Linked DNA regions of Mus musculus: all the other regions are linked to region 6. The links are chromatin contacts, called in public Hi-C, HiChIP or PLAC-seq and promoter capture Hi-C maps. All regions are on one chromosome and are shown on one strand. The core of a region is the stretch at or near the end of the contact, and the rest is flanking DNA. Distances in the headings are between cores, read along the strand shown.

Region 1 (4,139 bases), core at 1,055-3,554, 1.4 Mb before region 6:
AAGTGATGTATTTTCTCATGGATTGATTACTTTTCTCATTGCTGGTACAAAGTATCCAGTAAACAGCAACTCAAGGGAGGAAGGGATGGCTTATGGTATAGTTCATCATGAAGTGGAAGGCTTAACAGTGAGATTATTTCAGATCATTTGGCAGGAGGATCTGGAGGCTGCTTATTTTAATCTCTTTGGACCAGAAAGCAGAAAGTGGTTAAGGGAAAGTAGGGCTGGGTTATAAAAGTCAAGGTACTCTCCCAGTGATCCTCTTCCTGTAGCAAGACACCCCCCCCCCAGCCCCTATGCCTCTAAAAGGATTTATGACCAATCAAGGTAGTGTCATCACTTGGGGACCAAATGTTGAAATACATGAAACTATAACACCTTGTAAGTTGAGGCCTCTTATTCCAACATACCATCTGAATGCCTGCATGGCCTAGGTATGGGGGAGATGGACAAGAAAATATAACTTACTCTCAGGCAGAAGAAACATGGCCGGGAAACTAACTCCTAAACACACTGCATTTTCAACTGCAGAGTCAGAGATGGTGCTTCTGGACTCTCAGAAGGGTTTCACAAATTGGCTCAGAGCTGACAGCACCTAACTGAAGGCTATGGCTTCTAAGGACACATCACAGGGACGTGTGTGTTAACTGTGAAGAATTTGCCTCTGCCAACCATACTTTCCTCACTGCTGTGACAAAAGCAAGCTAAGGAGGGAAGAAAGAGTTCGTTTTGATTTATGGTTCAAAGGCCTGTCCATCATGGGAGGAGAGCCATGACCACAGGAGCATGAGGCAGCTGGTCATATTCCATCCACAGCCAGAAGCAGAGAGAGATGGATGCTGGTACTCAGCTTGCTTTCCTGCCTTTCATTATTATTTAGTTAGGGATCCCTATTGCATGGAAGGGCATCCTGGCTAGTTTTAATTGTCAGCTTGACACAACCAAGAATCATTTGGGAAGAGAGTCTTAATTAGAAACTATTTAGATTAGGTTAGCCTTTGGGCACATCTGTGGGAAACTGTCTTGATTTTGGTACAGGAACTCATACCATGGTGACTGGTCTAGGAAAGGGATCCAGAGAAGTATAAGAAAGAAGAAAACAGAGAGTAAGCAAGGATGCATTTGCTCTCTGCTCTTGGCTAAGGGTGTGATGTGACCAGCGGCTTGAGTTTCTGCCTTGGCTTCCATGGAAACAATGGACCAAAACTTGGAATTGTAAGACAAATAAATACTTTCCTTAAATATGTTACTTTTTGTCAGGAAGTTTGTCACAACAGCAGACACACAACCAGAAGACAGATGTCACCACTTTCAGGTGGGTCTTCCCTCCTCAGGAGAATCCTTTCAGAAGGCCATGCAGACAAACCCAGATATGTTTCTCCATGGTGATTCTAAATCCAGTCAAACTGACAATGAAGATTAACTATTATACTAAGGATACATTTGACCAACTCATTTGGCCTTCTTCATATCAACCTTTAGGGAAAGAAGCTGTTGGTAGCAAGTGAGCAGGTCTGGAATGACAAAGAGCCAACCTTCAAATGGCTTATGAGAGCATCAATGGGTAATTTTCAAATGTAGCAATCCTGGGAAGATGCTAAGGTGCCTATGTGTGGTCACCAGATGAGGTGTTCACCAGAGCATCACTAAGGGTCATCTGGGGGTGGGGGTGTGGGTAGGGTGTCAAGGTTAAATGGAAGGAGACAAGGAGTCAAAGATGGCAGATTTAGATGTCAAGGCTATGCGCTTCTGAGCCTGCTCACACTCTAGGGCAGGGTCAATTAACAATCAAAAGAATTTCCTGTAGACATGCTCACAGACTAATCTGATCTAGGCAGACTTTCAGTTAAGACTCCCTTCTCAGGCAATTCTACATTGTGTTAACTGTCTGCTCAAACCAACCAGCACACACATCTAAGGGTAACGTAAGCTGTAATGAACCAAGTCTAGTCTTGAAAAGGCAGTACTTTAATCCATGAAAGTGAGGAATTCTTGAACTGGCAGTGCTTGATATACTCAGTTTGGGCTGGAACTTTTACTATTTCTCAAAATGAATGAAACACCCCTTCTTGAGGGATGGGTCTGCAGCACCCTTCTTGAGGGGTGGGTCATGAAATCATGGAAGGATGGTATCCAGGTTAGGAGGAATGAAGTCAGCACCCTCTAGGCTTGCCTGTGACTGTCAGGAACCACAGGAAGAGAGTATTGCTTTCTAAGAACAGGCACATTTGTCAAGACTCAAAGCCATTCTCCACCATCTGGAGTGATTCATCTCTCTCTGAGTAACTCAGTGGTGTCACGTCCTCATGCCTGCCATTTTTCCTGCCAATTTCAGTGAGTAAGGCTGTGTCCCCACAACCCACCGGGACCAGAGACCACAGGGCCTCCAGTCAGATTCTGTTTGGCCTCATGATGGAGCCAAGCAAATGTAAATCCATTGTGTCAAGTTTCAATCCCTTCCTATGCTGGCTGAGAATCTGCACTTGGCTTGCTAAGCTGTGCTGGAAAGAACAGGTGTCTCCGCAGAGCAGCGGGAATCACTGTATTTGTTGACTCTACTTGGGTTTATTTAAAAATCTCTGCTGTATATGTGGGGAACTTGCCCAAGCTCGGGGCTTGGCTGCTGTGGCCTGCTGTGGCATGTTGTTGGAGTTCATCCATATAGACACCTGTGTGGTACAGCCCAGCTTGCGGGTTACAGTAGAGGGGCTAAGTGAGGCAGTACTAGCTGACTTTATAGATGCTCTCACTTGTCCTACATCACCAGAATTCCACTGACTATCATCACGTGAGTGTAAGATGTGTTTAAACTGCTAATGGACTGGGCCATTGACTTTAACGATATTCTCAATACTGCTTTGCCATCATTGTGCAACTAGTTCTTCGTGGAGATTACACTTGCTTCCTGGGATGGGTGGGAGCTACACGAGGGGGCTTAGGCAGATCATCATGACTGATACAGTGTTAGTCATCCAAGAGTAAGAGTGAAGCAGATGGCCCCTCGTGTACAACCAGATCATGAGGCCACTTTGATATTTTGTGGTTCTCTTGGGAGAAGATGCAGATGTATTGGAGGTGGATGGCACCAAGCTTCAGAACCATGGATGGTGACTGGACGAGGGCAGGCGGTAGATGCTCTCAATGGCAACCAAGACTTCCCAAGAAGTGATTCTTGCTGTTTCCAGACCAGCATTGTGGGCCTCCAGAGCTGTCAGGATGGGTGCTGGGCCCCAAGTTTGGCCCAGCAGAGTTTTTGTGTATCTAGAGCTTGGTAGGATACAGGAGATTTGGGGGATGTTGAGCTTGACACATCTGGAAGTGGGAGATCTGAAAGTTTTGGTTACAACTTGCATAAGCTTAAATTAGCTCAGGATAGTGGCTCCTGATCCTGGATATGGCTGCCTGGGTGAAGCTGCGGCTATCGGTACAGGGAGGAAAATCATCCTGAGACCTCTAGTGGAGGCATGAAACATACACTCTAACCTTTCTGGTCCCCTAGTTCTCCTGCAAGTACCCCTCATTGGATGACCTACATAGGACGCTAGAGGGTAAAGAGGCCAACTGATACACCCTGGCTGCTCTCCCTCCTTAGGCATAGATTGGGGTGCAGAGTGCTTATGAGGACACAGAGCAGATGATCAATTTAGTCCCTGACTGACAACTTCTTCAGCCTCAAGGCTTATGCAGAGCTGGGCTTCCCAGAAACTATCTCACTAAGGGGAATCAAGCAGATCACAGGGAGGGGAGAGGTAGCCTGAAGTTCTTGGTCCAGACACTGATTAGCTCTGGTTCCTGCAAGTCCCTAGATGCTAATTCCCTCATGTCAAAAATGAGAACAGTGATGGCCATTTCCCAAATCTCATGGAATCCACACAGGATCTGTGATGGAAGTGTGTGAAGAGGTGTCCCCAAACATAGAAGTCCCCTGTATAGTAGCAGTGTGGTTAAATAGACAGACAACTGCAGAGAAGGGAGATATTGCTGGAAACCATTCTCATCAGACAGGGCACCACACAGTGTGTAGCCTTACCAGTGTCAGACTCAGTCTGAGTCTAGAGGGTTGCATAAATAGTAAGGCTTAGTCTGCCACAGTTAGAGGGACCAAAGGACTAGGGTGGAACTCAGGGATAGGAGCAGTG
Region 2 (3,907 bases), core at 137-2,636, 1.6 Mb after region 6:
ATGCTGAGAAGGTACAAGAGGCTCTGAGGCAGGCAATCCGGAACCTGGGGCTGGCTTAGAGGTGGCAAGACCGTTGGGGACAGAGAGCAGCTGTGTATTGCGTGGGATGATACCATTTTTTATTACGTCCCACAACACATAAGCAATACACATATGTGATGTGCGTACATGCATACAGGCAAAACACCCATGTGCACATAAAATAAAACTTTTTAAGGAAGGGGGCCCTGGAGAAATGGCTCAGCAATTTAAAAACTTGCTGCTCTTACTGAGGACTCCAGTTTGGTTCCCAGGACCAGATCAGATAGATCATAAATCACCTACAACTCTAATCCAAGAGGACCCTGCACCCATATGGCACACGCTTACATAGACATAGACACACCAAAAAGTGATTTAAAAATAATAAAAAGGGCTGGTGAGATGGCTCAGTGGGTTAGAGCACCCGACTGCTCCAGAGTTCAAATCCCAGCAACCACATGGTGGCTCACAACCATCCGTAACGAGATCTGACTCCCTCTTCTGGAGTGTCTGAAGACAGCTACAATGTACTTACATATAATAAATAAATAAATCTTTTAAAAATAAATAAATAAATAAATAAATAAATAATAAAACTAACCTTCACAGTAGCCCTCTCTGATAAACAGTGCACTTTTCCTGTATAAAGAGCCAGAATAATACTGAGGGTTTGCATGGCCACACTGGCCATGGCCTAATAATTACATAGTGAGGACCCAAGCAAAAAGAAGATAGGGTGTATGAGCCAAAGGTGGCAGAAGTGACAAATGTGACTTTGACCCAGCTGGGAGAAGTCCCGGGGCATTGGGGAGAAGGGGTTATAAAGAGGATGTTTATTTCTCTGTAGTGAAATAAACCAGAGGTGGGAACCTGAAATGAATTCAGCCCCTGCTGGCTGTTAGCAGGAGTTCTGCCTCTGATGTGGAGGTAGGAAGGGCAGTTCAGCTCCAAGGAGCCCTCTGAGTGGCTTCCGCCTTGCCTTTCTGGCAGGAGCCTCCTGCATCAGGCTGTACTGACCACTCTGTTCTGCCTCCTTCCCTCCTCTAGGAAAACACCCACTTTTCCAGGAATTCACAGTGACGCCTATGCCACGCCAAGTTATTTTTAGAAACTGGCGTGATGAAATCTTCAGAATTGTAAACAACATGCACACGCTTTAGGTCCCAAGTGTACTTGTGCAGCGTCCCAGTTGGCTGCAAAGTGAGATCCCCGGGGAAGGAAAGCAGCGTGTACTTTGATAAAAGCCTGAACTGTACTCGCCAGAGAACGTTCAAAACAGGAAGCAGCTCAGGCTCCGAGAGTCAGGCACAGCCGAGCTGGGGCTGGACAGTATCCCCAAGGACCGTCAGGGTGCGCTGGGCTGTGGCCGCCGCTGTTGTTTGTCCTTGGTCGGTCGGTGAGGCAATAGCTCCAGGCCTGCTTCACAGAGATTGCAGAAGTGGAGTAACAGGTCAGGTGGCCTGAGACCAACATGCCAACAACTGTCTCAGGACGAAACGTGCCCAACAGCACTCTGTCGTGTAGCCTCTCAGGGCACACGCCCATACCCATGCCCGTAGCCATATCGCCACTTGGTGGTCCTGGCGCGAGGAAATGGGAGGAGACTATCTTAAGGAAGAAAGGGCTTTTATAGGGAGGAAAGGTAGATACAAGGTGGCTGTGAGCCAGAAGATGGCACTAGGCAGTCGCCAGCCCCAGTGAAAGTGTCTCTTTTTTCCTCTTTCTGGAACATTTCAATTGACCTTGATCTCTTGAGGCAAGTTTCTGTCATTCCTTTTTACGTTTGTTTGTCTGCTTGCTTGATTTCTTGTCTCACTTTTTTTGTTTGTTTGTGACAGTATTAATATATAACCCAGTTGATCTTGAACTTGCAATCAGTCTTCTTGCTTCAGCTTCCAGAGTGCCAGGATCACAGTCATGTCTCACCGTGCCGGCTCAGGAAGAATTGCCTTTTTGTTTGTTTGTTTGTTTGTTTGTTTGTTTGTTTGAAATAGGACAGGAGCTCTTGTATCCCAAAATGGTCACGAATTCACAACGTAGTGGAGGATGACTTTGAACTTCTGATGCTCCTACCTCTACCTACTGAGTACTGGGATCAGAGTGTGACCACACCCAGTACATGGGGTGCTAGGGCATCAAACCAGGGCTTTGTTGATGCTTGGTTACTACACTCTACCACACTCCTAGCCCTGTCATATGCTTATTTTACAAAGACAAACTTTTCAGTTTTGTAGAAAGAGTAAGCATCAAGGAGAAAGATTTTCCAAATGCCCCTGACCACCCCCTACACACACACACATACACACACACATGCACATACACACACATACACACACATGTACACATACACACACATACATACACACACATAAATACACATACACACACATAAATACACACATACATACACACACATGTACACATACACACACATACAAACACATACACACACACATACACATACATACACACATACATATACACATACACACACACACACACACACACACACACACACACACACACACACACGTACACACGAGTTCCTCTATCAGGATCCTCACCAGAGCGTTTTTCTTTGTTAAACCACACAACTATGGAGTCACCAGTGGACCTGTGGTCCATGTTGCTTTTGCTGCCTGCTCTCTGGACCTGACTCATGCAGAATGGATTACCGTGTTAAGTCCCTGCCCTCTGTCTCAACATCCCACCCCCTGGTAACACCACTTTTTTTTTTTTCCTTTCTCTACAGACTTATCTTTTCCAGAATGGCACCGATAGGAGCCTACAGCATAACTTTTTCAGTCTGGCTTCTCTCAGTATTTGTTTTGTTTGTTTGTTTGTTTATGTTAGAAAGGGTCTCACTATGTAGCCCCGCCTAGTTTGCAACTCATGTAGATCCGGTTGGCCTTGAACTCACAAAGATTGGCCTGTCACCACTTCCTTGGTGCTGGAATTAAAGGTGTGTGCCATCATGCTCAGCCTAGACATGTATTCTCTGTTTTATATTCAAGATTTTTTTTCATGGGTATGGGTAAGTGTTATGCCTACATGCATGTCCATCTGTACCTCAGATGCATGAAGTGGACATGGAAGAGGACGCCGGAGGACGCCCTGGATCTTCATCAGATCCCCTGGAACTGAAGTTACAGAGTTGTGAGCTGACATGTGGGTACGGGGAACTGAACTCGGGTGTTTTCCAGTAATATTGTTCCATGTCTTTTCCTGGCTTGGCAGCTCATAATTGAACACGCTTCCATTGTCTGGGTGCAACAGGATGTATACTCCTTCGCCTCCTGAAGGATACCTCAGCGCTTCCAAGCTTTGGCTGTTACCGCCACGGCCTCCATGAATATGAGTGTGCAGGTTCTGGCGATGCGGACTCTAGTCTTCCTCACACAACCCTCCTCTGAACTCTCCCACATCTGTCCTGCTCAGCTACTACCCAGTCTTGCCCCAGTCTCCTGGCAGGACTCTCCCTGCCCAGGCCGCAGCCTGGCCCTTTGCCCCAGACAGAGCAGTAAGCATTTTCTCCTGACTCCTTGGCACTGTTCCCTTGTTAACTGCATTTCGGGCCATGTGCTATCTTAAGAAGATGTAGTCTTCACAGGACAGATGTCTTCAAATCTCAGACCAAAAATCTTAAAAACAGAAGTAATGGTTTCTGATGTTTATGTATTACAGTAGGGGTTTAGTTGTTATTTTGAAACAGGGTGTCTCCGTGTAGCCCTGGCTGTGTTGGAACTCACTCTTTAGACCAGGTTGGCCTTGAACTCAGAGATCTGCCTGCCTCTGCCTCCCCAGCGCTGAGATTAAAGGCGTGCTCCATCATACCCCACATTGTGTTTGTTTTGCTTTTAACAGCAGCAGCTGTGGCTGAAGAGAC
Region 3 (3,969 bases), core at 1,048-3,547, 1.6 Mb before region 6:
AAAAAAAGAAACCCTCAAGTTTTCAAAATATTAGCAGAATTTGACTAGTATGTTTATATTATAAGTGTAACGACACAAGGACTGACAAGATATGAGGGGCAGGGCAATGTTCACAAGTACTGCCTATGAAACCATAAAAGATGGAGACTTCTAGTACTTCAGAATAATTATATTAGAAAATACTAGCACACACAATTACTTTTCATGTAAGTAGTTATAATTACAAGACACAAATAAAAGAGAACTTTCTGTCAGTTTAGGAGAACTTTGGGTTTTTTTGTTTGGTTGGTTGTTTGGTTGGTTGGCTTTTTGATTTTTTTTTCAAGACAGGGTTTCTCTGTGTAGCCCTGTTGTTCTGGAACTCACTTTGTAGACCAGGCTGTCCTCCAACTCTGAAATTCACCTGCCTCTGCCTCCCAAATGCTGGGACTAAAGGCGGGTGCCACCACTACCCAGCTTAGAAGACCTTTGTAATGTGTTTATAACAATATGGGTGTTTAAGGACACAGAAGACTACTAGCATAAAATGTGCTGTGGCTAATCAATGCCTCAGTTTCTTCATACACAAAAGATCTATACCAGCACCCATGTTGCTATTCAGCTATAGTTGTATATATCACTTGGGTATGGGGCACACAGCTAATCTATGCGAGTCATTTTAGAACGACACCGAGTTGACAGACTCAGATGTCTTCACAACACAAACACTAATCCACAATCAGTATCTAGATTAGAATGTCTTTCTGGAAAGCTAGCATTGTGGTGGCACAGCACAGAAGGGACAATTCTAATCCAGCCACAAACCAGGACTTTCGCTGGTAGCTCCATCGTGAACTTTAAAAGCCAGACTATACTCTATATACTGTCTGCTTTCCTATGAACCTCTGGAGTCTAAGCATACCTCTTACAATAAATACCACATAACCAAATGCAAATTGATTTAAATTTTTTTAAACTTGTTAAAAGTATATTTAAGTAATATTGCAGAATAATCAAAATGAATGACACTTGTGACAAGAATTTGTACTCTCTTCTTTTAAACAACAACAAAGTTATAGAAAGTTCTTTACTCTGACAGGAAGTTCTTACTCTCAAGAAAACAGAGGTTTTGGGTTTCAAAACACCAGGCAGAAAGACCATATGTTCGAACCCCGTTTTACGGAGCAAAAAGATCACCACAATCCATACTAGATACAAAAGACCACAGACATTCTGGACCAGATACTTCCTCGACTGTCAAATACACCATGTCTCTGTCCTTACTCAGCAGTACTAACTAACGGCAGGCACCTCTCCCAGGGTGACATGAAAATCTGTCACCAGACTTTGTCAAATGTCTGAGAACTACCATTCTTGCCAGATCGCCATCTTCCTACCACTCATCCTGTGCCACACACTGATTGATCTTAAGTGTCAGTCGCCATATGGGACCCTAGAGATGTAACCATTAACAAGGCAGACCTTGTCTTGGAATTTAATCTACTGGGAGACAAACAAAACAATCTAAAACCTAGTCACCAATCTGCATGGTGTTAGGAAAGACGAGTTTTCTTAAAAGCATCCTCTCAAGTAACATTTCAAACGCGGCAGAAAGCCATAAGGGTCAACGTTTGCAGAAGTGGCAACACCAGCCACTGCCTGGAAGGCCTCAGGGAAGATTGCCATCCGACCGACGGGGGAGGGTGAGAGGGGACTCTCCCAGAGCACCCGAGCAGGGTTCTCCTATCTGATGTTTCCCGAAACATCCAGAGCCACAGCCGGCTGCCTGAGAACGACAGTGCGGAAGTTGCGGGACACCGACGTCAGCCTCGCGTCTACCGAGTGTAAAATCCCGATTCCATTTGGAAGCTCCCAATGCATGAGCGTGACTTCCGAACAAGCCACAGGGACAACCCTGTCAAACGCAGAGGGGGGTTGGGCCGCGGGGTCGCCGCCCCGGGTCACCTCAGCCCCGGCGCGCACTCACCTTCCAAACAGGCAGGAGCTGAGGCTCAGCGGGAAGTGTGCGCCGTCATCGCCGCTCCGCTTGATGGTGACCAGGTGAGCCGAGGACGCCATGGTCCGCCCGGCCGTCGGGACTGCGGACCAGGGCGGAGAAGCCTCTCGGTGAAGCTCGCAGTCGCCCCGCCGGGCCGCTCCTCAGCTGGTCCAGTCAGCGCAAGTTAGCTCTGGCCGCCGCTCACCGGGCGCAGCCCGCGTCGGAGCCCTCGGCTCCTTAGCCGCGGAGGACCGACCACGGCCACCCGCGGCCTTCGCTCCGCCCCGACCAGACCCGCACTCCCGCCGCCCGCGTCCCAAGTGCCCGCCACCCGCCACCCGCCGCCCCGTCCAGCCCCGACTGTCCGCCTAGGCGGTTCCGCGCCAAGGCTCGCCCGCCGCAGCCCGCCCGATTCAAACCAAAACGGCGGTTCAAATTCTGGCGCTAAGTGCTGCGATTGGGCCAGGCGGCCAGCCAGAGACCAATGGCGAGGGCGACAGAGGATTGGGGAAGTCCAGAGGTGGGGCCAGGCTGCGAGCCTGGGGGGGGGGGGGGGGGTGGAGCCGGAAGGTGGGAGGGGCCAGGCCGGTAGGCGGGGCCGGGCCAGAAGCTGGCTGGAGAAGCGGAACCCGAGCGGAGATAAGCTCCGGAAGGCGGGCAGGGTGGGGCTGGTGGGCGGGCCACTGCTGCTCTAATAGGCAGGGTAGAGGGTCCCAGCTTTTTCAGTGTCAGCAAAACTAGCGTGGCGACCTGTAGGAAGCTACCTGTAGGCTCCCTCTCCAGAAATCAAACACCGACAACGCCGCATCTTGCTCAACGCTAGAAGCTTTCTATTTTTAAAATTTATACCCTTCCTCTGCCGTTTCTGCAACACCTCATACGCAACCTAAGGTTGTTTCTCCTGCCTTTTCAGTATCCCTCAAACTGTCCTTTAAAAACTGGGGGACATCATTATAATTCATTCTACAGTCTCCCTGCTTAATGAACACTGAGGCAGTGGCACGGTTTTTCCGAAACCATAACTTAAGAGTTATTGCTGCGGCACGGTTAAGTTTGCAATGCTTTGCTGTTTCAGGGGGAAATGCCGATTAAAATAACCTGTGCAAGACTGCACCTGCAAATCCTAAAATAGGGCTCCTGGGGCACCAGTTGGGGTTATCTGAGGCCAGGTGCCAGTCAGATGAATATAGAGTACCTATGTTTTCCTGTCCTCTTTTTTCATGCTCCCTCCTCCTGTTCCTGGATCAGTGTTCTTCCAGTAGGGTGTTGTAAAAATTCCGCTTCTGGGGCAATAGAACCAATGTCTACCCTCTCCTCAAGGTCTCAAGGACAAGCCTGAAGTATGAAGCCATGAAATTTCACTCTGGGGAACGAGTGTGTTATACCACCCTAACCCAGGCTGATTAGTTATAGCATACCTCTTGGCCTCTAAACCTAAACCTCTGGTCAGGACTTCAAAAATATATTTAGGGTGCCATTGGGCCCCTTTGCTCCTATTCACAATGGGGCCACATGAATACACCCCCTTTCTGTGCTTCTCACTGTTGCCTCCTCTTTAATTAGCCTACTGAGGATGGGTGGTCCAGCCTGCCTTGTTAGGGCTGCCAGGATCCAAGCTCTACTTTAGGCCTTGGGCATTGCCTTCTCATCCTGAAACCTAAGCAATAGATAGATAGAGAGAGAGAGATTTAAAAAGCAGATCAGTTCATACACACATACACACACACATATATAGTTGTTACTTTATCATGAATATGTATATAAATGTGTGTGTCTGTGTCTGACCATGTGGATATGAGTACAGGTACCTCTGTATATCAGTAGATAGCATTGGATCTCACAGGACTAGAGTTGCGGGCAGTTGTGAGCCTCCTGAAGTAGCTAATGAGGCCTGACCTAGGTTTTCTCCAAGAGCAGCGAGGCCTCATAACCCCTATGCCATCTCTTCAGCCCTCCGTTCATATATTTTTAATTGTTTTTTAAAATGTGCT
Region 4 (3,786 bases), core at 619-3,118, 1.6 Mb after region 6:
AGGGCTATACAGAGAAACCCTGCCTCGAAAAACAAACAAACAAACAAACAAACAAACAAAAATTAAGTATTATCCTCAGCTACTTTTAAGTTCTAGGCCAGTTTGGCTACACTAGACCCTGTCATAAACAGAAGATTTCTCTGGGGCACATCTTCATCTGGTGGCACAGGCAGCATCCCTCTGAATGCACTTGTTGTCCTGCTCCCCTCCTGGTCCTCCCACCTGCAGTAGTTTTGTGGAAAGGTCGCTAAAAACAAGTTGGCTGAGGCACACAAAGTAGGGCCAGGGTACAGACAATTCTGCCTGGGAGGTTGGCACAGGCTCAAAGACACATGGCAGCACCCGAGCTCTGCACCTGGTCTGTACCGTGGCCCCAACCCGTACCTCCGGGAGCCAGCCATGAGTTGTCTTCACTGGGACAGACCCTTATTTTGGATATGATTTTCATTTTCAGTCCACTGATCTCACATTGGTATTATCAGTTAGAGACCTGTTACTTGGAGATCCCATCACCCGACACGTGCCTCCCACCCCCGACCCACTTGCAGCTCTGTGTGTGTACATGCGCATGCGCGTGCGTGCGTGCGTGCTGGCTGTGTGATGTAGTCTGCCGGATGGTGGTCTACCTGAGGAGCTCTTCGCTCCAGTACTCACCCTCTCTCTGCATCTATCTATCCTGTCATCCAACCCTCAGAACTCACTCTGTCAGGTGAAGGCCCACCCAGACAGAATACCTATATGTTTTGTGAAGTTTCTTGTTATTCTGTGCTCAGTCTCCCATGTTCTTGGATTAGAGGCACGCACCACAATGTCTGGATGTGACAGTTACCTTTAATTGTCTTTTGGCACAACCTAGACAGAGTCACCTCGGAAAAGAGTCTCACTGAGAGATTGTCTACATGGGGCAGTCTTGTGAGCATTTCTGTGAGGATGTAATAAATTAATGTGAGAAAACCCAGCCCCATGTGGGTGGTACCATTCTCTAGGCAGAGGGACACCCCCAACCCCAAAGTGAAGAAATGGGAGTTGAACACAAGCGAATAAGCAAGTGAGAGCATGCGCTTCTCTCGGCTCTTGACTGCAGATATATGTAACTAGTTGTTTGAAGTTCCTGCCTTGACTTTCCCACAATGATAGACTATAACCTGGAATTGCATGCTGGAATATACTTATTTGTTCCCTGAGTTGCTTTTCGTCTTGGACTTTAATACAGCAGTAGAAATGAAACTAGAACACACGATCACAGGACAAAACAAACAAACAAACAAACAAAGTGAGGGAACAGAGTGCTGAGATACAGGTTTTAGGCAGAGCTCTTGACCCTAGGTTCTATGTCCAGTATCAGAAGGGGAGGGGGCAAAGAGAAGCAGGGAGGACAGAACTCTGAATGTTGGGGTCCGGGATAACATTTGTTTGCTGAAGCCTGAAAAAAACGTTTCTCTCCCTACAGAGCCCTGGAAAGCAGCTTTTGGAGCCGGGAAGCAAAGGGTTAAGGGTTGGGACACCCACGTGCAACTCGCGGGCGCTGCTCATGGCTGCTCACATCCAGCACGCAATGAGGGTGAGTGATTCCTACCACGGATAGTCCCTCGTAGGCGCGTGGCCCTGGGCGACCCGCAGGCACATTTAACCTGGATGGCTTTTAGATCCCCACACAGCACAGCGGGACCCTCTAAACCACCAGGGTCATCTTCGGCAATGTCATTTCTTACTTTAACGGACCCAGGACTTATTTCTTAAAGGAATAAGCGCAACGATCTGGGGAAGCCAAGGGGCGGGCGACGCTGGGCCGGCGCCGGCTGGAGCGCCTGCAGGGGCGGGCCGGGGTTCGGGGCGCTGCCCGTGGTGACGCGCGGCCCCCGCCCGCCGCAGCGCCACTGCGATGGCTGAGCCCGACCGTCGGACGCCGCCGCCCGAAGCCTGATCGAGGGGAACCTTGGTGAGCAGCGGTGCGATCCTCAGGATCCCACGCATCCCACAGTTGACCTGGGAGGGGATGAGGGACGCGCTTTGCAGGGCTCCTTACGCTCCACCCGCTCCTGGCACTGAATATTCAGGGCTGGCGGATGCCCTGCGCTGCGGGCTGTAGGTGGCTTGGGGTGCCGGGGATGACACCGGAATGGAGCAAGGTGGTGACGCCCAGGGTGGCGGAGATAGCACGGGAATAGAAAAGGGTGGCGATGCCCAGGGTGTATGGGGATGGCGCAGGGTAGCGACTCTTGGGGTGGCGCCGGGATGGAGCGGGATGGCACGGGGATGGAGCAGGGTGGCGGGGCTTGCTCGACTCTCCCTGGTGATCCGGGGTCCGGAGGCCTTGCCCGAGTTGGGGTGTTTGCCTCTCTGGGAGATTTCTCGCGTTCCACTGGCAATTTATTTCACTGCACCGGTTTCCCGCGGTGTGCGGGAGCAGGGCCAGCCCAGCGCAGGCCTAGGGAGCTGCCGGTGACGCTGCGCTGGGTGTGGACGCGCAGGTGCGCCGCCGCCGCCGCTGCCGCTGCCGCTGGGGACTCGTCGTCTTCACAGTACCTCCTCCAGGATGGTGCTGCCAGGCCTTTTAGATTTTTAATTTTGGGGCAGATGGTTTAAATTTTTCCCGTGTTCCCGTTTCCGGGATGAACGCACAGCAGTGGGATCTATGCTGAGGATATGCAAGGCCACCGAATTACCATTTACTTGCGTTTGGGAGTTGGTGAGAGGACGCTGGCCTGGGCACTTTTCTTAGGAAAAGGACCTGCCTATCCATTTGACCTTGCCTACTTAAAAAAGAAAATGTTAGGGTTTTTAAAAAGGCAAAAATCAAAAAAACAAAAAAACCAAACCTTCTGCTTCCCAGCTAGATTCAGGCTTCCTCCACAAGATGGTGAAATGTGCAGAGCCCTCTTTGCCGACTGCCTGCAAATACAGCTAAGCCGGCAGTGAAGCCAGTGGTGACTCAGATCTGGGCGCTCTCTGCAGAACAGCAGGACACCAGAAAAGGCTCTGGCCTTGGTTGTGGGGCCCAAACTAGAGAACAGAGTTGCGGGAGTGGGTACTTCCAGCTTGCTCTGTAGGTGGAGTGAAGAAGGCCAGGGTCCTCTTTCCACCAAGGTACCCAATTAATACACCGAGAACAAGGCCCTCTTGGCCCTCTTTTCTCAGGAAGCCAACGTGTGGTTGTGAATTTAAACCCTTAGAGCAATAGCCTGCAGTATTTCACTCTACACTGGTGGGGCTAGGAGTCTGGTTCACCAAGCTTTGAGGCACACCAACACGGAAGACATTAGAGTGTTTTCTGCAGGAAGAGCATTGGCCAAGCCCACACGGTTCCAAGTGGTTTCTGTGCCTGAGGACCTGTGTCCCCTTCCCGGGGGTTGCCCTGGCAGAACCAAGTTGTGTGGCTGTAAGGAAATACCATAACCACTGGTCTAACCTTAGCTTAAAAGAGAATCGTCAGCCATACATAAGCCACCATAGCTTGTTCAAAAAAATTGGTAAGTAAACGGTGTGATTTGGAAAGGAGAAAGTGGATGTTGGCTGAGTCCTGATGGAACAGAGAACCTGTCACTAATGGCCTTTGCTGCCCTGCCTCTCCTGTTTCTCATAAGAATCTCCCACCCACAACCTGACCCTAGTGGCAGCTGATGGCAGTCAGCCAGCCAGTTCAAGGTCTGAGGTTTGGGCACCAAAGTTTGTATTCTTTGTGATTTCAAAATCCAGGAGAATGAAAAAAAAAAGCTATAATAATTCAAAAGGTATTGCTGGATGTGGTGGCTCACACCCCCTGGAGTTTGAGGCAGGAGGATTGCT
Region 5 (3,912 bases), core at 1,284-3,783, 1.9 Mb after region 6:
GCACTCGGGAGGCAGAGGCAGGCGGATTTCTGAGTTCGAGGCCAGCCTGGTCTACAGAGTGAGTTCCAGGACAGCCAGAGCTACACAGAGAAACCCTGTCTCAAAAAAACCAACAACAACAAAAGAGGATGTGATCATTGTGCACAGAACTCTCTATAGTTCCTGTGTTCAAGTCCCCAGTAGCTCCCTAAGGTGCCTACAGACACAGTTCCCAGCAGGGGGACCCTGTGATTGCTAGCACATGGACATTACACCAAGTGTCCCATTTTGCCAACAAATGTCGAGAGAGAGAGAGAGAGAGAGAGAGAGAGAGAGAGAGAGAGAGAGAGAGAGAGAGAGAGGAGAAAAGAGTTAGACATGAAAAATGAGGTTTGCACCCCAGGGGGAAAGCTTTAGTGAGCTGGTAGATGGCCATGGCAGGAGCTGGGTAAGTCTGAGGAAGAACCATTCTGAGGAGGGGAGGGGGGAATAGTGAGGGGTTGCTAGCAATGTGAGTCAAGGTCAGGGTGTAGACATGTAATAAAATGGCAGAAAAAAGGCTGGCAAGAGCCTGAGCACAGGACATAGTCCCCACCAGGCACAGAATGAAACCTGGTATGCACCTAGAAACACAGGGATGCAGATTTCGGAAGGGTTTCAGCTTCCTTCACTGAAATGGCAATGGGGCTGGCAGCAGCCTTTTCAACCGCAGCCAGCAAGCAATATCTTTAAAATTCTGATAGAAAATTGTTGTCAACAAGGAACTCCGTACCAGTTAAATAGTCATTCAAGAATTAGATGAAAACAAAGAGGCTACATTCATAAGCTTAAGGAGAATAGCCCAGAAACACTTGCCAAGAGAACTACTCAACAGAGGCGGTTTAGCTGGGTAATAAAGTGAGCACAAAAAAAGGCAAGATGAGTTCCTACATATAATTAACTACCAGATACAAAAACCAATTTTATGGGCTTCTAAAGGAAATCAAAACTCAAGACAACCGTAGGATGAAGCAGTGGGCTGAGATGCTGCTAGGCTGGAGTACCCAGTGGCTCCCCGAGGTGCCTATGGACACCAGTTCCCAGCACATGACCATTACACCAAGCATCTCATTTTGCCAATCAAATGTGTATAAATTAATGTCTAATTTTGGATATAATTCTATTTTCCTAGTAGCAGGAAAGGTGGAGCATGTGTACTTGTGTGCGTGTGCATGTGTGTGTGTACATATCTGCACACATATGTGGGTGGGTATATGTACATATGTAGAGGTTGAATGTCAACTATGGGTGTTGTTCCTAAGGAGCTGTTAACTTGTTTGTTTTGTTTTTTGACACAGGGTCTCACTGGCTTAGAGCTCCACAGTGGTTGAGGCTGGTTGGCCGGTGAGCCCTCAGAATCCGCTTGCCTGTCTCCAAGAACAGGAATTATAGGCATACACTGCTGCACCTGAACTTTTTAAATGGATTCTGGTGATCCCATGAGTACGTGGCAAGCATTCCACTGAGAGCCACCAGAAAGGGGCCTCTCTGATGGCCTGTGTGGCCAGGCAGGAATGCCCTGCCTGCTCTGTATCCTAACGCTCCTCACAGCACCTCTTGACCCCAAGCTTTAGCAACCTGTAACCAATGGAACACTCGGGGGGATTCCAGCTGCCAGCCGCCATCTCTGCAGTGTTGAAGGGACATCAGGAGACATTTGATCAGAGGGCTACTGGGCTCCCACAACTCTTGAGTTTCCTAGGTTTTCTTGTTTTCTTGTTTGGGGATATTTTCTTACAACTTACTCCCATCTCACTTTCAGTCCTAAAGAATATATTAGTAAATGAATTGAAAATTCTATTCTATTATTTAAATTTATTATTGCATTCATATAGGGGATACCACAGGACAACTCTGTGGAATTGGTTCTCCCCTACCTAGGTTCTAAGCATTAACTCATCTTGCTGGCCTGAGTAAACAAAATTTGCTGTTGTTTTGGATCTAGACTTCCACTTTGGTCCCATCTTATACTTTCAGTTCCATCCTGCTTTGCTACTTCAAAAATGTTTAGCAAGATTATATCACTGAGCACGTTAGCTAAGGGCATAATTCAATGTCCAGGCCAGTTCATTTCCGATAGTTTCCCTTAGAATTGATGACGTGTCATGTTGCTCTGTGTGTGACACATTACTCACTAAAAACGGTGGAAATTGCTAAGATCTCAACTTCTGGCCCCCAGAAAGGAGTGACCCATATCACTTCATTGGTCAGGATCCTCTAGAATCCGCAGCGGGCCTTCTATCCCCACCAGATCTGATACTAAGGCAGTTTACCACGTTCCCGTAATTTCTCTTTTCGGGAGGGATCCTTTTTCTCTAAAGGTTTAGGGTCTATGGACTTGGTTGACCTGCCTCCCAGAATACCCTGCTCTGCAGGTTTCTAAATGGAAAAGGACAGCCTCCAAGTTTCCACACTAGGAGAGTCTGTGCAGATCCAGGCCCCAGGACAAAAGGGCCAGCAAACCCGGCACCAGCCTGGGAAGCCGAGAGCGCAGCACTGCGGCAGCTGCTTCTGCGCAGGCGCGGAGGGCAGCGGTCAGTTCCAGAGGCCTGAGGCCCGAGGGTCCATGGCCCTGGAAGACGGTCTGGTCAGCAGAAGCATCACTCGACCTCCTTCGGGTCCCCAAGCCCTCCCCGAATCCACCAGCCCATCCTCTCGAAGTTTCTTTCTGGCCTTGTCGCCCACCTCCAGCATAAGAGGCGGTAAGCGCACGCGCACCGAAGCTATCCCAAGCCAGACCTGCGACTTGATGCCTTCCGGCCTCCGTACCGCAGCAGCGTCTCCATGGCGACCTGGTAAACCGCGCAGCTCGCTGGTTTGTTAGGTGGTGCCTGAGCCTCTCGGAGGCGGGGCAGCCGACGTGTCAGGGCGGAGTCGCAGGTGGGCGGGGAAGAGCAACGGGGCTGGAGGGTGGGATAGCTGTTACGTCAGTCACCGCTAGCCGGCTGCACTGGATGGGACCCGGCCACCAGGTTGTGGGGCGGGGTCACAGTCTGGCGGGCGGGAGTAGACGCTGGGTTGGGTTGAGGAGACCGCCACAGACTCACAGAGCAGTGAGTCTGGTCTGCTGGGGGTCCTGTGAACGTCAGCCTTTGATGGCGCGGTGGTGGGAGAGAACTATGACTAGATCCCCTACCCTTTTACAGTGGCCGCACCTGGGAAGATGGGATTGAGGTCCAAAAGTCGAGTTCCCCTACCAGCCCAGTCTGGAAACAGCATCACTAGTCCCCTGCCTCCCTCTTGTCCACACATTTTCCTTACAATGTAATTTGATGGAGGCAGAATCTTTCCTCCTAATTCCAAGGTGTAGAAAAAAAATACAATAAGCCGTAGACTATGCAAAGGCTTGGAGACCTTAGGGAGACCCATTACCCAGCTTGGGGGGGGGGGTGGCATATCTCCTGCCAACGCAGACCTAGGTTCCCCATGAATTGTACACCTTTAAGACCAGCTCCTTAACTGAAAAGTCACCCGCTCCTTAAAGGAGAGTGAAACTAGGAAAGTGTGCCAGCATTTGGCAGATCTTTCAGCCATCCTCTTTGCTTGGATGGTTTTGCAAGTAATACCCTGGCTAAGCAACAGGATTATTGAACTAAGATGCAAGATTGTCATTGCCCAGGTTTTTCCCTAGTGCCCACCTAGATACCTCTTTGGTCTGGTCTGGGCCAGTGTGGGAGGCAGGGGTTGGCTTCCTGACTTCAGAGTCTTGGATACAAGAAGCAGAGGAATTTCCAGGGTGGAAATAGGAAACTGTCTTATCTCTTCCCATCTTACAGGTGTTTTGCAAACTTGAAAAGTCCCCCGGTGTTTTCATCCTGGATGCTTGTTTCCACTGGTATCTTCCAGTTAGACTGTAGTCAGGTGGCTGTTTGCTTGTCATCTAAGCACTTTGGA
Region 6 (4,123 bases), core at 276-2,775:
AGTGCCATCGACTTATCGATCGTTTATGTTTTGTTTTCCTTCTATGCCATGAGAAGATTTCGTGTTTACACCCATGTCATTTTAATCTCAAAATCTTTATGTCCTGAAACCATCGAGGGAAGGGAGAGCCAGCGCTCAGGGCGAAAGGGCAGTCAGCAAGCAGTGGTACTCACCATTGCTGTACAGTAGCTGCAGCTTGTAGTGAATGCCGTTGTTGGTTTTCTCGTTGTTCGGCTCCTGAAAGCAACGATAAATAATTGCATTTAGCGTGGCCGCGTCTGGCGCGGTCACCGCGCTCGGTCCCCCTCCAGGACCGAGGCCCCTCGGCCTCACACGCTGCAGGCAGGATTCCTGGCTCGCAGCTACGCGGTGATGTCACTTTTCCTGCCGCAAGCCCAGCGTTCCCCCTCGCCCCCAGTGAGTCCGAGGGCACAGAGAAGTTGTTCGGCCCTTGGCGGGGCCTGTGCGACCGCACGTGGCGGCGGGGTCGCCCGGCGGAGCGCTCCCGCCACCGAGGGGGGCACTCGGACCCCATGCGCGGGCACCAACTGCCCCCTACTCCTGGAGAGGGAGGGTGCGATCGCCGGTGTACACTTACTTTCTCTTTCTCCACAAAGTCCACAAAAGCGGTCCTTTCGATCTCCACCGGCTGCCCCTGCCTGTCGTAGAGCGCCAGCACGAAGTGGAAGAAATTGGATTTCCGGAGGTTGGAAGGAGGCTGCTTCTCGAAGTGCGCCCGCGCCAGCCCCACGCCGCTGCAGGAGGAAAGGGACAGCGGCCCGGTGAGCAGCGCGGCGCTGGCCGGAGGAGGGGGCCGGGCCGGGCCGGGGCCAAGGCGCGCGGGGGCGGCCGGTACGTACCTCTGGGCGGCCGTGTTGGCGTCCACCACGCCTGCCGTGTGCATCCACGAGCGCACCGGGTTCATGCCGCTGCCCAGCGGCTCCTCCTTCATGGTCGTCCCCCCGCGCGGAATATTCTCCTGAATCCCAAACATGAACACTGCTGGCGGCGGCCGCGACTCCCGGCCGAAAGCGCGTCCGCGGTCGGCGGCGCTCGGGGCTCGGCGGCAGGAGGCTGCCCTGGCCGCCCTGGCCCTGCTCGGCGCCTGCGGTGCGGCCCGCCGCCGGCTTCAGCCCGTCCCGGGCAGGCGCCGCATACACCGGCGGCCGGGCGCTGCGGACGGCCGGGGACGCGGGCGGGCTGCACCGGTGGCGACGCGACGCTTCGGAGGAGCAGGGCGCGGTGGACGCGGTGGCCGCGGCGGCGCTTGTTGTTGTTGTTGTTTGCAGGCGCGCTCAACGTGGTGTCATCCTAGCCAGGCGGCGTCCGCGGCTGCAGGACACTGCGGGATCGCCCGCTTCTGGCGCGGCCCGCCTGCTCCAAAGACAAATAAACGGGGCAGTGAGTGCCGCGGCGCAGTCCCGGGCGCAGGCGGGGCGCGGCGGGGCCTGGAGCGGCGCGCGCAGCGGACGGAGGCGCACAAAACTCAGCCCTCTCTCCCCGAGGAATGGACCCTTTCCCGGGAGCCAAAACTCGAAGCCCCCGGGAGCGGCGCTGTCAGAGGGTGACGTCGGGGGGCGGCGCCTGCGCCATATATGGGAGCGGCCGCCCCTCGCCGCGCCCCTCGCCGCCGCCGCCGCCGCGCTCGCCGACTGACTGCCTGACGGCGCCGCGAGCCGGCCCGAGCCCCGCGAGCCCAGCGAGCCCCGCCGCCTCCGAGCGCCACCGAGCGCCACCACCGCCCCCGGCCACGCGCCACGGCTCCACAAGCCCAGCCGCGGCCGAGGAAGTTACCACCCGCTCAAATAAATCTCGCAAAGAAGCGAGCGCAGCCAGTGCATAAGTGCTGCTTGGCCCGTTATACCTGCCCACAAGACCTGCCACACAGTCAAAACACCGTGGGTCGGAGGAGGAGCGCCCCAAGTCGCCCACACGCATGCAATAAATACCAGGGCAGCACTGGCTCTGGGGTGTCCCAAAGAGAACAGCAGGAAGAGGCTGGAAAGGCGCGCGGGAGGAGATTCCAGGAGAGGGAGGGACAACAAGGGGCTGGGAGAAGAGGGTACCTAATGCCCCTTCTAGGGATCCACACTCCCTGCCGCCACCAGGGCAAGAGGCGCAGCTCAGTCTGATTTCTAGGCAGACCTAAGGCTGCTGAAGGGCCAGTGTGCCCACATCTGAGCCCCGCTGGGTGTCCCATGCTTTCTACCCCGGCAAAGCCTGCTGAATACAGGGCCGGGGTCCACGTCGGAGACAGGTTCCTCCAGATGCCCCCTCTCCCTCCGGTGGCCACAGGAGTTTCGGGTCCCTGGCCTGTTCTTGGGTGCGGCAGTGACAAAGAAGGCTGGGCCCTCTCTGGGCCGACGGAAAGAGCGCTCAGCCTCTCCGGCGACCCGGAGCTGGTGTCCAGCCTGTTACATGGTCCGTGCGGTGGCCAGATCTCCCCACCTCCAACCGCCTGAAAAGCAGAGCAGACACTGCGGGCGCCAGGGACCCTGCCCTCTGCGCCTCCCAGCCTGGGTGAGCGCGCGCCCTGCGGCTTCCCGACCTGGTTTCGAGGAACCGGGAGGGCAGCTGGGAGCCGGCAGCGCGTGGGCTCGGAGGCCCAGCTCGGGAGGCCCGGATTCGGTTCCCAGGCGCTCGGCCCACCCAAAGGAGATCTGTGCGACGCGCGACAGAGGCCCAAGGGACGACCTGGAGATGTCCCAGGCTCTTTCCTGCCACGAGAAATAAGGCCCTTCTGGTTTTAAAAGAAGAAGAAAAAGAAAAGGTTTCTGGGCGCAAGTGTCGCAGGGCAGCCTCTTCCCGCCGGGCCTGGGGTAGCTCTTCCTTTTTTTGTGAATTGGTGGTGTGTGTGCGTTAATATTTTAATTAATCGGGAAAATCGAAGTCCGATTTACGTTATCTGGGGACCCCCCACACGCTACTTGGAAGGGGTGAGAGAAAAGATGTGCTGGAAAGCAATCTATTTTGCTGGTGTTGGGGGTTAATGACTATTGCCAAAGATAAGTGAATTATCAAAGCTGTTGCGCCAGTCCCATCTCAAAATCCATTACGGGGCCGGCCGTCTAATTAAATACGTAAGTATAATAAAATCATATTTTATGACTATTTGAGGGTAATGAGATTAGTCTTTAGAAGCGATCGCCACATATTAAAAATGCCACTGTCTATAGAATGTTAATAACCTTAAATCAAAGTGTATGGAAACTCCTCACGATAAATTAAAAGAAAATTTCTGTATTCCTAATAAGCCCAGCATTTTCCACTTACATCAGACCCCCCATGCAAGAGGTAACACTTTGCTCCTGGAAAGACAACACAGAATAAAGTTGGCCATGGGTGGAGGGTGAGGTTGAGAGATGCTTTGTCTCTGTGTGTTCCAAAGCTTGGGAGCTCACACTGGGTGAGCGACAGGGCCAGCGTCAATGACAGAATATGCTAAATGCCTTTTTAGGCAGAGATGAAGTTGGGAAAGGGGTACAATGCTCGCTTTGTAGCACACTTCCTAAAATGTCCAGCCTGGGCTGGAGGTGCCCGTCCTTGCGCTAAGGCAAGTGTCATGCTTAAAATCATTTACAGTATCTTTAATTCAGATTACACGCGCCAAGGCGATTTAAATCTGATTACCAAATTAGAAGGTTTAAAAGCAAATCCTTCTAAATCTGATACTGTTGACTAAAGAGGGGGAGAAAAAGTTCCATAAGCCCATCACATAAGGTAACGATCCTGCCCCAGAAAGAAAGGGGGTTTTAAACCTTTTTGACAACAAATGCAGCTGCCCCGCTATTTTGGACGATATTAAGCGAAAATGAATGCAAATCTGTGTTCGGCAGCCATCTGGCCCGAAATGGGGGAATCAGCTGTCTCACAACAGGCTCGGGGGCTGAATCCATTTCAGCTCATTTTCTACATCATCTGGTCGCGCACCCAAAGCGTGGAAAATACGGTCTTTATCATTCACCAACTTTATCTTTTTTGTCACTCTACGGCTGGCTCTGAGCTGTGAGCACAAGGTCTAGCCGTCCAGGAAGGGTCTCCACCCTAGCCTGCTGCAGAGGAGCCTGGGTGGGCAGCCCCCACCCCATGCCACCCTCAGATTTTCGATTTGATAGGCAGCGAG
Region 7 (4,147 bases), core at 990-3,489, 1.7 Mb before region 6:
GGCTGGACCCTCGAGTACTTTGACAGAGCCCAGGGGAGGATTCACGGGGTCGAAGTCCCTCTGTCTATGATGGAGTGGACCTTGTAGCCAAGCCAGTTTAGTAGCTGCTTCTGCAGAGCAGAGGCTGGGCTCTGGGTAATGCAGAAGTGGGTATTGTCACCATGGTGACACACCCAGAAAAGACAGTGAGCATTTCCTGAGAAGAAGGAGGAGACTGCCCACACTTTCTAGTGGCCTTTGACCAAAAATGGATGGAGTTGAATCAGGGAACCCTGAGCAGTGGGGCTCCCTGAGATTGGCTTAGCGCTGCCCTTCAGGCCCAGGCAGCTCTCGGCAGTCCAGGTTAAACTTTGATACAGGTCCTAGTCTAGGGTATACCATTTCCCTGGAGCCACAGCCGTGGAAGTCGTGGACCAGGCTGCTCCTAACGGGCCCCAGCTGGGCAATGGGCAGGTTTGGAGTATCCCCCTGAGGGAGGGACAGATATTCCTAGCCATTAAGTCTAATATATACCTGACCTTGACATGCTGGGAATCAGCTTCTCTTGGCCAGGGCCACAGATGGCAGACTGTGGGTCATAGCCTGTAGATTACATACATGCACAGGACTGGGGAAACTATGACATTTCAAACTCCTTCCTGGAGTGCTGAGTTTCTATGGACCAGGGTGGCACATGGGAGGAAGGACATGAACCCTGGCACACACACTCAGCTTGGGGACAATGTTTGGCACTTCTGGAACTCAAGAGGATGGAAATCGAGCTACTCACCTCCAGGGCCTCCCATGGGAGACCGGCTCACTCCTGATAGCATGTGCTCACCAGCTGCAGATCATAGCTCCTCTGGACCAGTTCACAGGAGCCACACTCATTCACTGGAGAAGCAGGCTTTTGATGGGGCCTTTTGGCTGGGAGCTTTGTGGTGATAGGAGGGCACCCTAATAGGTTGAGAGAGAATGGGTCAATTGATGACCACAAGGACACCAAAGGCACGGTGCAAGGGTAGGGATATGTGTCTCTCTGAGGAAGGTGGACCTGGGAGGTGTGAAGAATGGATGCACAAGTTGGTTCCAGGAAGCCAGCAGTCTCTATGACAAAGAATTCAAGGCTCTGAAAAGCCAGGCCATTGTGTGCCTGTTCCTCAATAACTGTATCAAACCTCGGGACCGGGCTGTTTCCTTATACCTGGTGCTCCTGATTCATCTGGGTTGGGACACAACAACTGTACCCTGAGGGGAAGCCACCTTCCTCCACCTCCTCATTGAAGAGAGAGGCTGGGCCAAAGATGCTTAGAGAAATAGCTGGGCTGGGCAGTGGTGGCGCACACCTTTAATCCCAGCACTTGGGAGGCAGAGGCTGGCGAATTTCTGAGTTCAAGGCTACCCTGGTTTACAGAGTGAGTTCCAGGACAGCCAGGGCTATACAGAGAAGAGAAACCCTACCTCTGAAAACCAAAGGGAAAGGAAAAGAGAGAGTGTGTGAGAGAGAGAGCAGGGTACATTGGGGTACGAGGAGGTCACCCTTCGTCAGAGTCCTTGAACAAGTCCCACCATTGCACTCCTCTGTCCCCTGGAAAGAACTGAAGGGAGATAATTTCTAAACTGTAGCATGGGGGAAGTCCTTACCCCTACCCAAGGTCCTGATGGGGTCTCTGCCCTCTACCACCCCACCCACCCACAGGCCCTCCGGACCCTGGTGCATCCCAGCCGCTGCTCACCTGGCTGCTGCTGCCCCTGCTCCTCCTCCTGTTCCTGCTTGCAGCCTACTTCTTCAGGTAGGAGTGTCCCCAGGCGCTGACGTGCTCTCACCAGCTCCTATGAGGAAATGAGTGTGCTGGAGGCTGGGGGTGTGGGCCCAAACAGCTCAGACAGCGGCTGGCCAGGCCTGAGCTGCCACACAGCTCAGCCATGAGCAGCAGAAAGAACTTTTCCCGGCTCACCTGGTGGGTATCACCACACTCAGGGCTTGGGGGTTCCCGCGGTGCTGAGACCTAACACATCTTGTGTGTGCCTTTAAGGTTCCGGAAGCAGAGGAAGGCCGTGGTCAGCAGCAACGACAAGAAAATGCCTAACGGGATCTTAGAAGAGCAAGGTATTGTACACTGGGCTTGGTACAGCGGGCAGGCATGGGGCTGTCACTCAAGCTTGCCACTCTCTCCAGCTCCTCCTGGGCTCACGCTGTCACTTGCTAGTAACCCAGAATCTCTGTTTCGGAACTTAGTGTGAGAGGTCGTTTTTTCCCTGCAAGAGAGCGGATGTCTGAGACATTTCAGTTTGTGAGGTTTTTTTTTTTTTTTTTTTTTTTTTTAAAGAGACCACTCATATCCTGTCGGTTTAGCAGGGCTTTGCCAAGTCACATTTCTCACTGAAGCCTTTGAAATCACCCCGTGATAGGGCTCTAACTCATGGTGAGGAGTGTTCAGATGTGACGGTACTACCTCAGGATCAAGCTGGAAAGGGCACTGCTCTGCCAGAGCTCATCGCTCTTGAGAAGGAGTGCCAGTGAGGGGACATGCCTAACTTAGATTCCAGCTGTGTCCTAACTTGTAAACGCTGCTTATGAAAGCTTGTTTTTCTCTCCTCTCTGTGTGGTTTCAAAGGTGCAGGCTCTAGCTGAGTCGGGGTGGCATGGGCTTCTAATCTCAGTATTCGAAGGCACTTGTTGAGGCAGAAGCAACACAGGTTCAAGGCCAGACTGAGCGACGTAACAAGATCCATCTTCAAATGGCCAAGGGACCTGGGGATACAGCTCAGTGGCGTAGCACCTGCCCAATATATGCCGAGCCCCTGGTTTTTAGTGACGATTTAAAACACAAAACGCTGGCTCACAGCAGTGGTTCCAGCTTTCTGTTCTAACTTCCTGCAGAGCTTTGCCTGCCTTGAGGTAACGTGCATGCCGTCAGAACTCAAGCGACACTTTAGAACTCCCCCAAGGTAGTAAAGGAACTAACACAACCCCACAGATGGGAAGGCTATGGGCAAGAGAGGGCTCAGCTGAGCGGTAGCATTGCAGGGCTTGGGGGACCTGCACATCCGCATAGACAGGTCTGGTGCATCTGCAGTCTGCAACCTGCCCTTCTCGCCTCCCCGCACATCCCAAAAGCCAGTGCAGAGGGAAGAGTGTGGCTGGGAGGGGCAAGAAGGCAAAGGCTTCTACCAGCTCATCTGGCTGCAGCCGAAGGGTGTCTCAGTGAGCTCTGCAGGTGGGACAGGGCCTTTTGCAAAGGTGACAGCTGACTTATTCTACTGATCTTATGGAACCAGCTCCCTCTCTGTGAAGAGAGAAATGCCAGTCCCCAGCAGCCCTTTGTAGTGTCCTCTCCTCCCGTGCTTCAGAGATGGTTTGTTTCTCTGCATTGTAATGCATGTGATTTAAGGAAGCGGGTCTATGCATTGCCAAAAAGGGGAGGCTGCAAGACAGAGATCCTGGCAGTCCCCCCATCTGCTCTGAGTGTATACCCAGAGCCCTGTGATTACTCTTCTCTGGATCTAGTATCATGAAGCTGCCATGCCGTGCGTGGAAGGAACATAGGCTAGAGGGAAGGCTGAGTGGTGGGTGAGCTTGCAAGCAAGGTCAAGAATACGATGTCTATGATGGACAGGAATGCTGCCATCACTTGCTGAAAATAGGGTGTGTTGGGAAGGAGATGTTTGATTCAGTTGCTCAGAGCTGGGTTAGCCCCAGGGTGAGCGAGCGATTTGAGAGGACTGGTCCCCTCCCATTGTGCAGATCCATCAGGAATGCTGTCCGACCATCTAAGGAATGAGTCAGCCATGGGCAATGGAACTAAGTGGCTTCTCTGTTGCTCCTGGCCCTACAGAGCAGCAGAGAGTGATGCTGCTGAGCAGATCTCCATCAGGCCCCAAGAAGTTCTTCCCCATCCCCGTGGAGCACCTGGAGGAGGAGATCCGGGTGAGATCTGCGGATGACTGCAAGCGATTCCGAGAGGAGTTCAATGTGAGTGTCCCAGGTCTCGGCCATCGCGAGGAATAGCGGGACAGTCCCAGCCAGTAGTTCCAGGGACTCGGGACTTTATGTCACTTGTGGAGCTGCTCAGAAGTGGGGTCTGGAGAGCCCAGTCACTAGTGCAGTGCTCTTCACTGGTGCTCCTTGTTCCTTAGGAAGTGAGATGGTTGAGCCTGGCGCTCC

The links. Promoter capture Hi-C pulls out the DNA fragments that hold promoters and counts their contacts. A called contact is a pair of places that touch in the nucleus more often than the background predicts. HiChIP or PLAC-seq counts read pairs in DNA pulled down with a chosen protein or histone mark.
Region 1: a contact with region 6 is called in a Hi-C map of myocytes, with 2.1 times the contacts expected there. The contact joins the enhancer-like site here to the promoter of Ebf3 in region 6. A contact is called at or near these places in 6 of 39 promoter capture datasets (the 3T3-L1 cell line, embryonic stem cells, hippocampal neurons and 3 more), 3 of 484 Hi-C or Micro-C datasets (cerebellar granule neurons, muscle stem cells and myocytes) and 3 of 115 datasets of contacts at active chromatin or transcription factors (bone marrow-derived dendritic cells, craniofacial prominence and stem cell-derived neural progenitor cells).
Region 2: a contact with region 6 is called in a promoter capture Hi-C map of pre-B cells, with 5 times the contacts expected there. The contact joins the enhancer-like site here to the promoter of Ebf3 in region 6. A contact is called at or near these places in 2 of 39 promoter capture datasets (embryonic stem cells and pre-B cells), 5 of 484 Hi-C or Micro-C datasets (the AML12 cell line, embryonic stem cells and pro-B cells) and 4 of 115 datasets of contacts at active chromatin or transcription factors (embryonic stem cells, large pre-B cells, microglia and 1 more).
Region 3: a contact with region 6 is called in a promoter capture Hi-C map of embryonic stem cells, with 4 times the contacts expected there. The contact joins the promoter of Mki67 here to the promoter of Ebf3 in region 6. A contact is called at or near these places in 10 of 39 promoter capture datasets (the 3T3-L1 cell line, cranial neural crest, embryonic stem cells and 6 more), 2 of 484 Hi-C or Micro-C datasets (both in embryonic stem cells) and 6 of 115 datasets of contacts at active chromatin or transcription factors (embryonic hindbrain, embryonic stem cells, large pre-B cells and 1 more).
Region 4: a contact with region 6 is called in an H3K27ac HiChIP or PLAC-seq map of embryonic stem cells, with 11 times the contacts expected there. The contact joins the promoter of Jakmip3 here to the promoter of Ebf3 in region 6. A contact is called at or near these places in 2 of 39 promoter capture datasets (embryonic stem cells and pre-B cells), 2 of 484 Hi-C or Micro-C datasets (both in embryonic stem cells) and 3 of 115 datasets of contacts at active chromatin or transcription factors (all in embryonic stem cells).
Region 5: a contact with region 6 is called in a promoter capture Hi-C map of pre-B cells, with 2.1 times the contacts expected there. The contact joins the promoter of Lrrc27 here to the promoter of Ebf3 in region 6.
Region 7: a promoter capture Hi-C map of pre-B cells shows a contact between it and region 6, with 4 times the contacts expected there. The contact joins the promoter of 5830432E09Rik here to the promoter of Ebf3 in region 6. A contact is called at or near these places in 2 of 39 promoter capture datasets (liver and pre-B cells) and 3 of 115 datasets of contacts at active chromatin or transcription factors (embryonic forebrain, large pre-B cells and stem cell-derived neural progenitor cells).

Annotation. Positions count from the first base shown.
Region 1 is chr7:135,943,972-135,948,110 of GRCm38.p6, forward strand. No RefSeq gene overlaps it. Among named protein-coding and RNA genes, the nearest start is that of 6330420H09Rik, 92 kb to the left of the region's middle. Within about 2 kb of position 2,305, at least 4 of the 459 cell types and tissues checked have an H3K27ac peak or open chromatin away from gene starts, as enhancers often do. A contact at or near this core is called in myocytes, where this site is marked.
Region 2 is chr7:138,918,310-138,922,216 of GRCm38.p6, forward strand. No RefSeq gene overlaps it. Among named protein-coding and RNA genes, the nearest start is that of Bnip3, 11 kb to the left of the region's middle. Within about 2 kb of position 1,387, at least 284 of the 459 cell types and tissues checked have an H3K27ac peak or open chromatin away from gene starts, as enhancers often do. A contact at or near this core is called in the AML12 cell line, embryonic stem cells, microglia and 2 more, where this site is marked.
Region 3 is chr7:135,714,082-135,718,050 of GRCm38.p6, forward strand. It overlaps Mki67 (antigen identified by monoclonal antibody Ki 67), which reads right to left and starts at 2,298. Exons shown (of 14, transcript NM_001081117.2): 1 at 1,967-2,298. The coding sequence starts at 2,058.
Region 4 is chr7:138,938,862-138,942,647 of GRCm38.p6, forward strand. Jakmip3 (janus kinase and microtubule interacting protein 3) reads left to right here and starts at 1,869. Exons shown (of 20, transcript NM_028708.2): 1 at 1,869-1,939.
Region 5 is chr7:139,210,455-139,214,366 of GRCm38.p6, forward strand. It overlaps Lrrc27 (leucine rich repeat containing 27), which reads left to right and starts at 2,534. Exons shown (of 11, transcript NM_027164.1): 1 at 2,534-2,813. It also overlaps a transcript of Stk32c not described here.
Region 6 is chr7:137,312,920-137,317,042 of GRCm38.p6, forward strand. It overlaps Ebf3 (early B cell factor 3), which reads right to left and starts at 1,526. Exons shown (of 16, transcript NM_001113414.1): 1 at 861-1,526; 2 at 599-755; 3 at 174-237. The coding sequence starts at 994.
Region 7 is chr7:135,650,075-135,654,221 of GRCm38.p6, forward strand. 5830432E09Rik (RIKEN cDNA 5830432E09 gene) reads right to left here and starts at 2,240. Exons shown (of 3, transcript NR_015548.1): 1 at 1,716-2,240; 2 at 770-936. It overlaps Ptpre (protein tyrosine phosphatase, receptor type, E), which reads left to right. Exons shown (of 21, transcript NM_011212.3): 4 at 1,679-1,772; 5 at 2,016-2,089; 6 at 3,819-3,955.